Linked DNA regions of Triticum aestivum: all the other regions are linked to region 2. Evidence: chromatin contacts called from public Hi-C data. All regions are on one chromosome and are shown on one strand. Each heading gives the region's core, a stretch centred on a gene start, on an enhancer-like site or on the middle of the called end of the contact. The rest is flanking DNA. Distances are from core to core; before and after follow the strand shown.

Region 1 (3,849 bases), core at 993-3,492, 540 kb after region 2:
CTATGTCAATTGACACTTGATATAATGCATTTCTTCCGGGATTGCTATCTCTTTGGCTCCCGCGTGTCCAAATTACTGGCTCCATATCTGGTGTTTACCATCTCATATTATCCAAATATGTAGGTAGTTTTACAATTATACGCACTTCTAACTCCACTTCTCCTATAATGCCAGAACTACTTCTCAGGGATATCTTAATCACATTGGATAAGTTGAAGCTGCACTCCAACAGAGCATGCATGGGAAATGAGCAGCGTGCATGTGATTCATTAGAGAGAAAGAGAACATGTGAGCTTAGAGATTAATTCGTGCACACTTGAGGGAATAAGAGAAGGGAACATGTGATCTCTTTTCGTCTAAAAACATGTGATCTCTGCAATTAACTCCTTACTAATTGCACTGAAACATATCTATTTCTAGACAGAGTAAGTGCTAAAGATTCACCTGGGGTAATTTGCCCTAGGTTTAAACTTAAGGCCATAATTTTGGAATGGTTTACCCATTCAACATATGCGATCCAAACATGTAGAAATAGCTTATAGTAGAAAACATCCAAGAAATTCACATGTTTATATTCAATAAGCATGTGGAAATAGCAACTTGCTAAGGTATACCTCCTATATGCTCAAAAGTTGTATTTATTGCTTGGACCCACTTCTCCCGCTCAGCATTTGCCCGCTCAATAAGCAATCGCCGTTTCACATCTTCAGACAGTTGCAGTTCAAGTGCTTTCGCCTCCGCATCTGCCATTTTTTGCAGTCTCATAGTCTCCTGCTCTATACGTGCCTTTTCCTTCTCTGTCCGTCTCCGTATTTCATTGATTTCCTCTTCACTCTGGCGTCTCAGCTGCTCTAGCTTAATTGCAGATTCTTCTTGCATCTTCACGAGCTCCTGGTTTCTTGCCCTCTGTGCCTCATGCTCATGCTGCGCTCTCTTCCTTCGTAGCTCATCCTCATATCGAGCTACTTGTGCCTTTATTTCAGCTTGACTTTGCGCAAGTTTTTTCTTCTCTTCATACTCTACACGTGTCCTCTCCTGCAAATGTGACAAAATGCAACATCCACATAAACACACAAATATACAAGAAATAAATTTAGCAGTGAAGATATATGTTTAGTAAAATACATATAAATGGGCATGATCTGAAACATTTACGACATGTAATGAAATAGGATGCAGTAGAACTTGGTTTCAGTCAAGCAGTTGGTATCTACAGGATTATAAGTAGCAAACATATATGTGCATCGCAACTAAGTACCAAAAACTCCATGCGAACTACCGGGACGCAAGAGAATAGTACATAAATAGCAGTTTCTTTTTCGTGTGTGTGCCACTGAAAGATCGGCGATTATTGTGTGTGGCATCCCCTAACTCATTGAAGAGTACACCATTGGACCTGAGTTTTCTTCTCCTTTTCTTCCATTCTTGGATAACACCTAGTAAATTGCATATGCCCCTTGCTTGGTCTAGACTATCGCTATACAACCAACGAGTAAAATGGAACGGAAAGTACTAGCAGTAATGTACACCGAAATCCGACAGCTCGTGATATTGAAATGCCTGAAAACGATCTGAAGATATTTGCCAACTCTTGCAACAGTGCGAGTCTAATGCCAATTCGTTCAAAGGATTATGACAAACAACGAGATGACAGAAAGTTATCTCACGAGCTCGATCTGCGCGGCCTCCTTCAGGTAATCGGCCTTCCTTGCAGCGAACTCCGCTTGCCGCGTCTCCTCCCGCTTGTTAGCATGGGCGAACGACTGCACAACCATGTGCCAACGTCAGAACCAAAGCACAGACATAACTGAGGCTCCCCCCGGCCCTCGGAACACCTACCTTTTTGACATCAGCGTCATCTCTCTTTTCGAATTCGCGCAGCAGCTCGACCGCGCGCTCCAGCGCGTCGGGGTCGAACCCCGCGGCGGTGGTCCGCGGGTTGTCGTTCCGGGGCTTGGGCGGCGCCTCCTCCGCAGCCGGCGCGGCGGGCGGCGGCGCGCCTGAGGCGGGGGCGGGGGCGGGGGCGGGCGCGGGGGAGGAGAAGCCGGGGAAGCGGAACCCCGAGCCGCCCTCCGCGTTCACCCTCTGGGAGGACGCGGCGAAGGCCGCCCCGGCGGAGAGGACGGCGGCCCCGACCTTCGCGGCGGCGGCGGCCATGGTTTCGGTGGGGGGTTTGCGGGTGTAGGGTTTAACGGGGTCCGCCGGTTCGATCGAGAACTTGGTGGGAGATGCGTGCGTATTTGTGCGTGCTTGGACGGCGCCTCTCAGTTCGGCTTGCGGCCCAAGAAGATGGACTGCTCTTCTCGTTTTCCTTTTCCCTTTTCTTCCTGAAGGCGCTTCTCCGTTTTCTTGATGCGGAAGACGGGCTTCGCCTCGGATATTTCTGTCTTTATATTTACTGCGTCATCCATCCGTTGCTGAGTTGCGGGGAACCAAGGCCCCAGATGCTTCATTACTTTTTTGTGTTTTTTTATTGAAAAACTTGAAGTCGTGGCATACAACATCTACATCTTACACACAGGACCCTACGAGAAAAAGAAATAACAAAGGGGTCCCTAGAACTAACAAAGAAGACCCTGGACAGAACGTGAAAACGCGTTCAGGTCAAAAGCTACTTCCCGACGACTCCAATCCCGCTGATGATGGGGACGGGACCCCTTGGTCCACGAAACTTCTATAGCTGCTCGCCGCAGATACCATCTTGAAGCAGCACTACCTACCACACGACATCATTGCCATGAGAAATGATCTTGGTCGCCCTTTTAGGCCCGAGGATGCAACAGGTCATCAGAGGACGCTGGCTCGCCATCTTGGTCGTCATGGCTCCTCCAAATCCATCGCCGGTGGTGCCCTAATTTTGTGGTTTAAAAAAACCGAACTGGTGATGTTGTCGGTTAAGGTTTTCAAACAGTCGAACCAGCGGTTCACCATTTCGTTGGTTGGTTTAGTAGGCCATGAAGATATGTAAAGTTGGGTCAAATACATTAAGTATCTTTACTTTGGCAGCAATTACTCCTTTAAAGGATGGTGAATTGCCCGCCTCCTAGGGGCATCCACGCTCCGCACCATCTGATCCGCGCCTCACGCTGTTGTCTGCCTAGCGCACTCCCCGCCATCCGATCGTGCCCTCTAGTGGAGAACTTGGAAAATTTTGTGTACAAAACTTGGGAGTGATAATGCAAAACTATGTTACTTCTCCATCTCACTTATATAAACTAAACAAAGTGTAGCATATTCTTTTACATAGGAAAAAGTCCAAAACAAACCTTGAACTTGTAGACCAAACTTAAATTGAACCCTGAACTTCAAATCCCTGAAATTAGCACGCCGAACTATCTAATCCCGGTCTATTTTAAACTAAACAGGGATCGTCGACGTTGCGGATGGAACCCGGGATGGTGGCTGCGGCCAGACTGGGCCGGCCCATCTTTTTTTTGCAATATTTTTTCCGAACCACGCTACATGAAAACGTAGAAAAAATAGAGGCTTGTGAATCGAACTTCCAACCTAACGCTAGTACGCACATCCTGCTAGCCACTCTAACTGATTGCCGTTGCTCAGATAAGAAAAGCGCGAAATTATTTAAACCAACACAGCGTCGAGATTTGAAAACATTTTCTACAATTGTTTGAAACATTTTCTTGAAATTTGTCAACAATTTCCAAATCCGAATATTCTCGAAGAAAAAATCAATTTTTAAAATTCCAAACATTTTTTAAAAATTTGCACATTTTTTTTTGTTTTACGAACAGTTTTTGAGAAACATGACTTTTTAAACATGAACCATTTTTTAAAGCCCAGAACATTCTTTAGAGTGTGAAACCTTTTGGCAAAAAAGGACAAATTGTT
Region 2 (4,114 bases), core at 74-2,573:
ACCCCTCAGGGCCGACCCGACTTCAACAATGGTCTCAAGTAAAGTCAAGGTAACCGTGTGTTCAAACATCAAGGGGAAAACTCAAGGAATCACCCTCGGAGGATTCCACTCGATGTAATCATCAAGGTGAATGTAAGAGGAACCACCCTCGAGGTTCACACTTGAGGTGTTGCACAACAAAGCCGTATCAGGAATGGTGAAGGAGGAACCACCCTCGTTGACCACGACCGAATAGCTACACTACAGAGATCTCATCAGGAGTGATGTATGAGGTTCCACCCTCGGTACTCAATGGTAACTCTGCAGAGTCGAGCAACAAAAAAGGGGCGTGATGTGATGTGAGGTGTCGGGCTCTGGTCGTCGATCACGTTGACCGAGTCATCGATGATGAAGCAGGGGCAACAAAGACAAGGTGGGGGTCATAGATGGATCACTAACCAACCTATACTAAGCAGTTTAAGATAAACAGGTAAGGTACAAAGAGCAGGTTACAAAAGCAGGCTATGCATCAGAATAGGAGCAATCAATTACAGTAGCAAAATCTAATGCAAGCATGAGAGAATGGAATGGGCGATATCGAGATGATCAAAGGGGGGTGGGGCTTGCCTGGTTGCTTAGGCGAGAAGGAGGGGTCGTCGTCAACGTAGTCGATCACCGGGGCCTCAGCAGCGGTCTCGGGGTCTACCGGAGAGAAGAGGGGGGAAGAAACAATAAATACATAGCAAGCAAGAGCATAACAGGACAACAGGCAGAGATAGACGTGTTCTAACGCGGTGCTACACGCTACTCGCGAAGGGAAATAACATCCGGGAATGTTTTCCCGAAGTTTGGCATTTTCAAACAAACGAATCGGAGGGGAAAGGTTCGATGTTCGCTATGCTAGGGGCGTGTGGCAGATGAATGGAGAGTGTATTCGGATTCGTCTCGTCGTTCTGAGCAACTTTCATGTATTGAACTTTTTCATCCGAGTTACAGTTTATTTTCTATGATTTATTGAAGTTAAATGATTTTCTGGAATTCTGGAATGTACCTAAATTCGAATTTAAACAGTGTATTACTTTTTATACCCACGGACAGCTAGTCTATTAGAATGACAGGTGGGGTCCAGTGGGTGAGTCAGCATACACAGTCAGCAAGTCAACAGTCAATGGTTGACCTGGTCAAAGTGTGAATAGTGGTCGTGGGGCCTACTTGTCATTGACTGTTATTTTAGCTAAAGTGCCAAACATATTTATTAAGTAAGGGGACCCACATGTCATGCACTGACGATGATGGTGGATTAGTATACTAAACTAATTAGGCAGGGGATTAGTGGTCAACCACTAATTAAGCGAGCGGGGCCCGCTGGCCAGGGACACAAGCCGACCCTGGTTGTTGTATACCCGTATGAACGGAGGAGGGGCCTGGCCATGGCCGAGCGTGGCCAAGGCGTAGCGTGGCACGCGGGGTGGGCCGGGCGACGGCGAGCGGTGGAGTGCTGGCCAGCGCGGAGCTGCAGCAGCGCGCAGCAGGGGGCAGCAGCAGAGAGCAGAGGCGCGGCGGAGGTCGAGCGGGGCCGGCCGGGAGCGGGTACGCGCGGGGCGCGGTCGCCAGCTGCAGGCGCGGCTGGCCCCGCGGTCAAGGCGCGAACGGGCGGCCGAGGACGCGGATAGCTCTGCGCGAGGCGCGGCGGGTGCGAGGCAGAGGTGGGTCGAGCGCGGGGTGCGCGGCGTAGCCGGTAGCGGACAACAGCGACAGGAGCAGCTAGCAGGATACACACACATACGCGTACGCGTAAGTGGGAGATCGAACGAGCTCGGGGACGACGGCTACGGCAACAAATCGAGGGGGCAAAGAGGGGGGATAGACGCTACTCACTACGAGGGAGGTCGTGGACGTGCTCGGAATCGCGGGGAGGTGTCGGTGGTGGAGATCGACGGTGATGTTGTCGTGGCTGTGACCGGAGAAGAGGGGCGATGGCGGGGCTCGGGGCCGGTCCGGCTTGTGCTGGTGCTCGGGGAGGAGGAAGGTGCAGGTGGTGGTCCTCCTAGACGTCTTCTCAGGGAGCGAGGAGGCCGGTGGTCGCGGCGGTGGTGATGGCCATGGCAGCAGCAGCGTTCGGTGTCCAACAAATCGAGAGAACGAGCGAGAGGGAGTGGGGAAAATGGGCTAGGGTTAGAAGAGGGAGTGTGAGGCGTCACTTTATACCCCAGGGGGGCCGTGGGATGGTCGACACAGTGGCCATGGTGCCCTGGATGGCCACCACGCCCTCCTCTGCCTCCTGTAGCAGGAGGTTGAAGGAGAGGTGGTGGTGGTGGGCTAGGCTATTGTTGGTAGATGGGCCAAGGTGCATAGTGCCACTAGAACCCACTAACACATTAGTAGTTAAGCCTTTCTCTTTTTAGTTTGATTCATTTACTGTTTTCTATTTAATTGTAAAACCAAATGAGTTTTTCTAGAGATGAGGCTTGTCACATAAATCAAGCACCTTATTTCTAGGAGACACAAAAGATTGAGGCCAAAAGGAGTTGCCTAACCATTTTTAGAAATTGAAAAGGCCAATTTTAAATGCTGCTGGACCACAAATTAATTCCCAGGGGCATTTTGGGAATTCAAAAGAGGTTGGTTCCAACATGACAAATATCAAGGTATTATTTGCCACACTTTGAACATTTTAGTTTTCATGTTTGACAAAATTTGAATTTTGACTTTAAACTCGGTTTTGAATTTGAATTGCGATTTGGATCAAGCAAAGATTAGCAACAGTAACATGATGACATGGCACCATTAACAGGGATTACTGTAGCACAATTATCCGGGCGTCACAATTCTCCTCCACTACAAGAAATCTCTTCCCGAGATTTGAAGGGGTGGAGTAAGGGGGAAAGACTCGTGAAGGACGGAGCTCAACACAAGATAGGTACATGGCATAGAGGCATCTCTCGAGTTGAAATTCAAGAAAGTCATCGAGAGCAAGGTAAGGAGGAGCAATAAGAAGCTTCAACCGGATAGGCAATCGTTCGTTGCCTGAAACAGAGGGTGAAAAGGGTTCAGGGCAATGGGAATAAGTTTTGCGTCTGATACCAGAATAGATCACTAGGAATGTGGCTCGTGATTTACATACAAAGCCAAGTGCGAGAAAACAATTTTAGAAAACAGGGATGTATAGGAGAGTCAGGTTTCGATCCTGTGGAACTATGGGTTATGGGCCCACCATGTGGGTTAACAGCAGGAAGGCGCTAATCAATTTTGCACGGTCATGATAGCAAGACAGGTCAGAGTATCGCCTGTCAGTTATGTCGACAACAACGTTGGTACCAAGGGTGAGGGACGAAGAGAACCATTTTCCTGCTCGTTAAGACGAGGCGGACCAATAGGCAAAGCTCTCGTCCAACGGTGGCTACCGGGATGTCATCAACAATAGTAACAAGGTCTTACTGACAGTGTTTGTACACCGAGGTGTTACATAAGCAGGGAATTATCACTGCTCAGGCATGTCAGGTTACAGAAAGGTTAAACAAAACAATGGAAAGGGAAGTGTAGACTCGAACCAGTTATCGGTGTTCTCGAGTGTCTAACAACTCAGAACCCGTGGAAAATTTGAATCGGCGAGAAGTAATAGTTGCTGAAGAACTCATAAGAAGTTATGTAGTTCCATGATATTCTCGAGATACCAGAGGGTAATACTCGAAGGTAGATCAAAGTAGAGGTTGGACAGACAAAAAGATCTGCAGAAGACAAGCACTTTAACTTGTCCGAGAAATGGGGTCAAAGACGAGCAATATGGTCGGAACCACGGTTGCAAAGGACCAAACATAGATACAAGACGAACTTATCACAAGGGGATTATTATTATTATAACAAGAAGCTTCCATGATAAGTTCCACATCGGGTCCATGGGCATGAACACAAAAGTTCAAGGTCGACTCCCACTTCTCTAATGCACAACTTTCCATTCACTTCTCGCATTCGAAGAAGTTGTAGTGTTGAAATTTTACCTGACGAAAAGCCAGTAGACTATAACCCGCATAACTTTTGAGTTCACATGGATTTAGGGAAGACACAGGTTCAACCCATCGGGGCATATTAGGAACATATACCACAAACTTCAGGAGTAAATATCTCAAGCTCGGGA
Region 3 (3,983 bases), core at 486-2,985, 650 kb before region 2:
AATCAAAGGTAAATTATTGGATTGAAGTTGTGGGGCTGGGTGTATTTAAGCTTTGGGTATGGCCTGCTTTTCGCAAGTCAACTTCTGACAGGTTTAACTTTTCACTGATGGCGTCGCTGTCATACTGAATAAAGAACGGTAATATAAATAGCCCAGACAGACAAATTTTCAAACAATAGCAGGTCAAGACGGAGCAAAATTCAAGTCTTTCAGAAAATTGGGCAGACCTAACTTCAAATGCAAAATGGCTGTCAAGGATGAAGAAAAATGGTACAATCTACAGTCCAGTCATTCTGAATCCATGTCTGAATTCTTTTACATTACTTCCTCCGTATCTAAATATAAGATGATTTTGCAATTCAATTTGATAACTGAATTTTCAATTTGGTTAAGATCAAATAAGGCATTTTTCTTCATGATAACTGAATTCAATGTATCTAGTGATGAAATAATCCAGCGGCAATCAACTGCCCTAAGCAACAAGACAGCAAAGCAAATGCAGCGACTAACAATACATAAGAATCGCTCAAAACATCAATGACAAAACTCAACATATGATATTCTAGCTGCCATAATAACATTGATTGATTCCGCAAGGTACTCATTAAACCAGTAAAAAATAGTCTCACAATGGAACCACTAAAGCATGACAAAAGTTTCTTCTTCAGCACGAGTAGAACAAGTGAAGATATCACATCCATTCTCTCAACTGCATCAGGAAGCATCTAGATAGGAGAAACTACTTCAGCAGCCTCACATAACAACCTGCCCAAAGCCAAGCCTGCATGATTAAACATAAAGCTGTTACAATGGATTTGTACGCAGTTTAAGAACAGAATGTTAAATTCATAGCAAAGAATACAATGTGACCAGACAAAAGAATAAAATAGACTAGCATGACCAACATTCATCCTAACAATACAAGTTCACAATCCAGGGAATCTACTTACAATCATCTATAGTTACTAGCATGAGCACTAGATCAACAAATAATCTTGCCACATTCTACCTAGCTTTAATTATCATAATTCAAGTCCATATGAGATGTTATCACATGCCACACTCTCCCTAACAAGTTGGCAAACCACAACAGCATTTCTGGTACCAGCAAAGCAACAAATAATTACTGCCAAACAAGAATCTGGTCATTACCTTCTTAAGCGGGGATCTCCACCTCGCCGTCGTCGATCTCCGTCTGCAGATCCTTGGGGTCCTTGCCGTCGACGGTGCAGCCGACGCTGACGCAGGTGCCAAGGATCTCCTTGACGGTGCCGGCCATCTCCTTGGCCATGGAGCGGACCTTCATGATCTTGGCGATCTCGATGACGTCGTCGAGGCTGATGTTGCCGCTGTGCTTGATGTTCTTGACCTTCTTGCGGTCCCTCTCGGGCTCCTTGAGCGCCTTGATGACGAGGGCTGCGGCGGAGGGGACGACGGACACCTTGGCCTGGCGATTCTGCACGGTGAGCTTGACGGTGACGCGGAGGCCCTTCCAGTCCTTGGCCGTCTCCTTGGCGATGTCTTCTCCGATCTTCTTTGGGGAGAGACCGAGCGGGCCGATCTTGGGGGCCAGGGACGACGCAGCGCCGACCTCCCCGCCGGTGACGCGGACATACACCTCCACGATCTGGGACGGGTCGAGCTTGGGAGGCATGGCTGCGAGCTTGGGCTGGGGAGGATTGGCTGTGGGGAGTGTGTGGCGGCGGCTGGAGTTGGAGATGCTAGGGTTTGAGCGGCGCGCTTGTGTTGAGATTATATACTGTCTGGGGTGGATGGGGGTTAGGGTTTGGTGGCTAATTCGGTGGTGTGTGTGTATTGGGCCGTGAAGGATCGTCAGAATCAGGCCGTTTGGGAGATTAAATGGGCTGCGCCGCACATGTTGGGCTGAAGTAGTGGGTGTTTTTTATTAAAATATATATATAATATGAAATAAGTAATTAGGGGTACCCTTACAAAGCTCACTCCCACCTTCTACGATGGTGACAAGTGCGCACTGCATGTGTGCCAACTTTTCGCTACTTGAGAGTCCTTTTCCGTAGATTCATTTTCTCAAAACGTTTTATCTCTTGCACCTTGCATCCAAATCATGAACAATTTTCACCGTGAGATACCAAAAATATAAAAAAAACAAAAACAAAGAAAAAATATCATAAACCAGAAAAAAGGACCAAAAGTCAGGAAAATCGAAAACCAAACCTGAAAGCACAATTGTGCAAAGGGAAGCACCACTATGCATTTTCCAACTTTTTTTGGAAGCACAATTGTGTATTTCCCTTTTCGAGTAGCACGGCTCTTGGAAGCATAACTGTATTTTTCCCCTTTTCGGTAAGCACATTTATGTTTCTCGTGGAAGCACAACTATATTTTACTCTTTTTCGAAAACACAACTTTTGCTTCTCGCGAAAAAGCAATGCTTCCCAAAAAAGACCGGCCAAAACCAAGGGAAACCAAGCAAAGGTTGGAAAAACCAAACGAACCCCAAAATGGGTACAGAAAACAATCCCAATGGTACACCTAGTGCGCAACACATGGCGGCGAATGGGTGCACCACTTGGTGCGCTCCTCGACCAAGAAAATGGTCTCAGCCGGAGCCCTCCAAGTGGTAAACCATAATTGGTTGCTCCAAGTATAGCGAACTGCATCAGACCTCCTCTCTAGCGTCTTTGGCGCGAGCGTAGCGGGCCATGGCCCAATCTCTCCGGTCCCTCGCTCAGTCGATTCGGTTCGGCCGTGAGCTACCAACGTAGACACATTCATAAGATTGTCTAAGAAAACACACTCATATGCCAGCTGTTGTTCATAAAATAATCAATTAGTAGTAAAAATTGGTTTTTTTAACTCTGAACAAAATGATGAAAGCAAAAAAGTGCTCGCGAGTTTGACAATAATCTTTCAAAATGGAAAAAAGTTCACTGATTTAGAAAAATGTTCTCGAATATGAAAAAGATATCTAATTCAGAAATTTTTCATGAATATGAACACAATTTTGACAAAAATATTCTCGAATTCAAACAATGTTCAGGAATATGAGAAAAATCACGTATTTGAAAAATGTTTGCAAACTGAAAAATGTTCATGAATATGAAGACGAGTTTGGCAAAAAAGTTCACAAATTCAAAACCCCCAAATATTCACGAATATGAATGCAAGTTTGACAAAAATGTTCTCAAATTCTAAAAAGTTCATGAATGTTGGAAAAGTTCACAAATTTTAACATTGTTCATGAATTCAAAAAATGTTCGCTGATCCAAAAAATATTCATCAATATGAAAAAAGTTCATGAAAGCAAAAAAATATTATTAATTAAGAAAACATGAATTTGATTTTTTTATGGATTTTTCAAAAGTTTACATTTCCAAAAATTCAGGAATTTGAAAAAAGTACATGATTTTTTTATAAAAAAAAAAGAAAAAGAAAAACCAGAGATCGTTGACGCACTTGATTTAGTTTGAGGATACTTCAAGCTGAAACTCCTTGGCCGGCAATCTCTTTCTGATTATTAAAATGAAGCATTCACGTGAATATTGCAGATCAAATCTTAGGACTACAAACTTTCGAACCCATTAAGGACTCTTATTTGTAGTACTACTTTATTTTTTTCAACCGGGATAACCCCATTTTCCATTATACAATTATTTAGGAAAAGCCATCATGGCAAATTTATTAATTTTCGAACATAGTTACATCGTCCACTAGGCTAGATACAACGAAAGTCAGAGGATCTCCCGTCCAGACACAAGTATGGGATCCTTCCACATGGGCACCTAACAAATGAGCTACAATATTCCTATCCCTCATACAGTGTTCTACTTCTATGATTACTCTCTCATTGTCCACCCCATACACATAACAGAAATGAGCAGTTCAAACACAGAGAACGATCTCTCTCTCAAAATAAGACAGAACAAAGAGGGGAAAGGATCAGGTTCGAGCTATCGAAAAAAAGAAACCCAGCTAACCATTAGCGATCTGGGCACCACCTG

What was found. A called contact is a pair of places that touch in the nucleus more often than the background predicts.
Region 1: a contact with region 2 is called in a Hi-C map of leaf, with 8 times the contacts expected there. The contact joins the promoter of LOC123145169 here to the enhancer-like site in region 2. A contact is called at or near these places in 2 of 5 Hi-C or Micro-C datasets (both in leaf).
Region 3: a Hi-C map of leaf shows a contact between it and region 2, with 7 times the contacts expected there. The contact joins the promoter of LOC123145177 here to the enhancer-like site in region 2. A contact is called at or near these places in 2 of 5 Hi-C or Micro-C datasets (both in leaf).

Annotation. Positions count from the first base shown.
Region 1 is chr6D:371,725,110-371,728,958 of IWGSC CS RefSeq v2.1, reverse strand. It overlaps LOC123145169 (ATPase family AAA domain-containing protein 3C), which reads right to left and starts at 2,242. Exons shown (of 7, transcript XM_044564506.1): 1 at 1,840-2,242; 2 at 1,668-1,763; 3 at 615-1,035. The coding sequence starts at 2,157.
Region 2 is chr6D:372,263,645-372,267,758 of IWGSC CS RefSeq v2.1, reverse strand. No RefSeq gene overlaps it. Among protein-coding and RNA genes, the nearest start is that of LOC123145172, 59 kb to the left of the region's middle. Within about 2 kb of position 1,323, at least 7 of the 8 cell types and tissues checked have an H3K27ac peak or open chromatin away from gene starts, as enhancers often do. A contact at or near this core is called in leaf, where this site is marked.
Region 3 is chr6D:372,919,087-372,923,069 of IWGSC CS RefSeq v2.1, reverse strand. LOC123145177 (60S ribosomal protein L12) reads right to left here and starts at 1,735. Exons shown (of 2, transcript XM_044564522.1): 1 at 1,153-1,735; 2 at 539-781. The coding sequence starts at 1,654. The coding sequence ends at 1,157.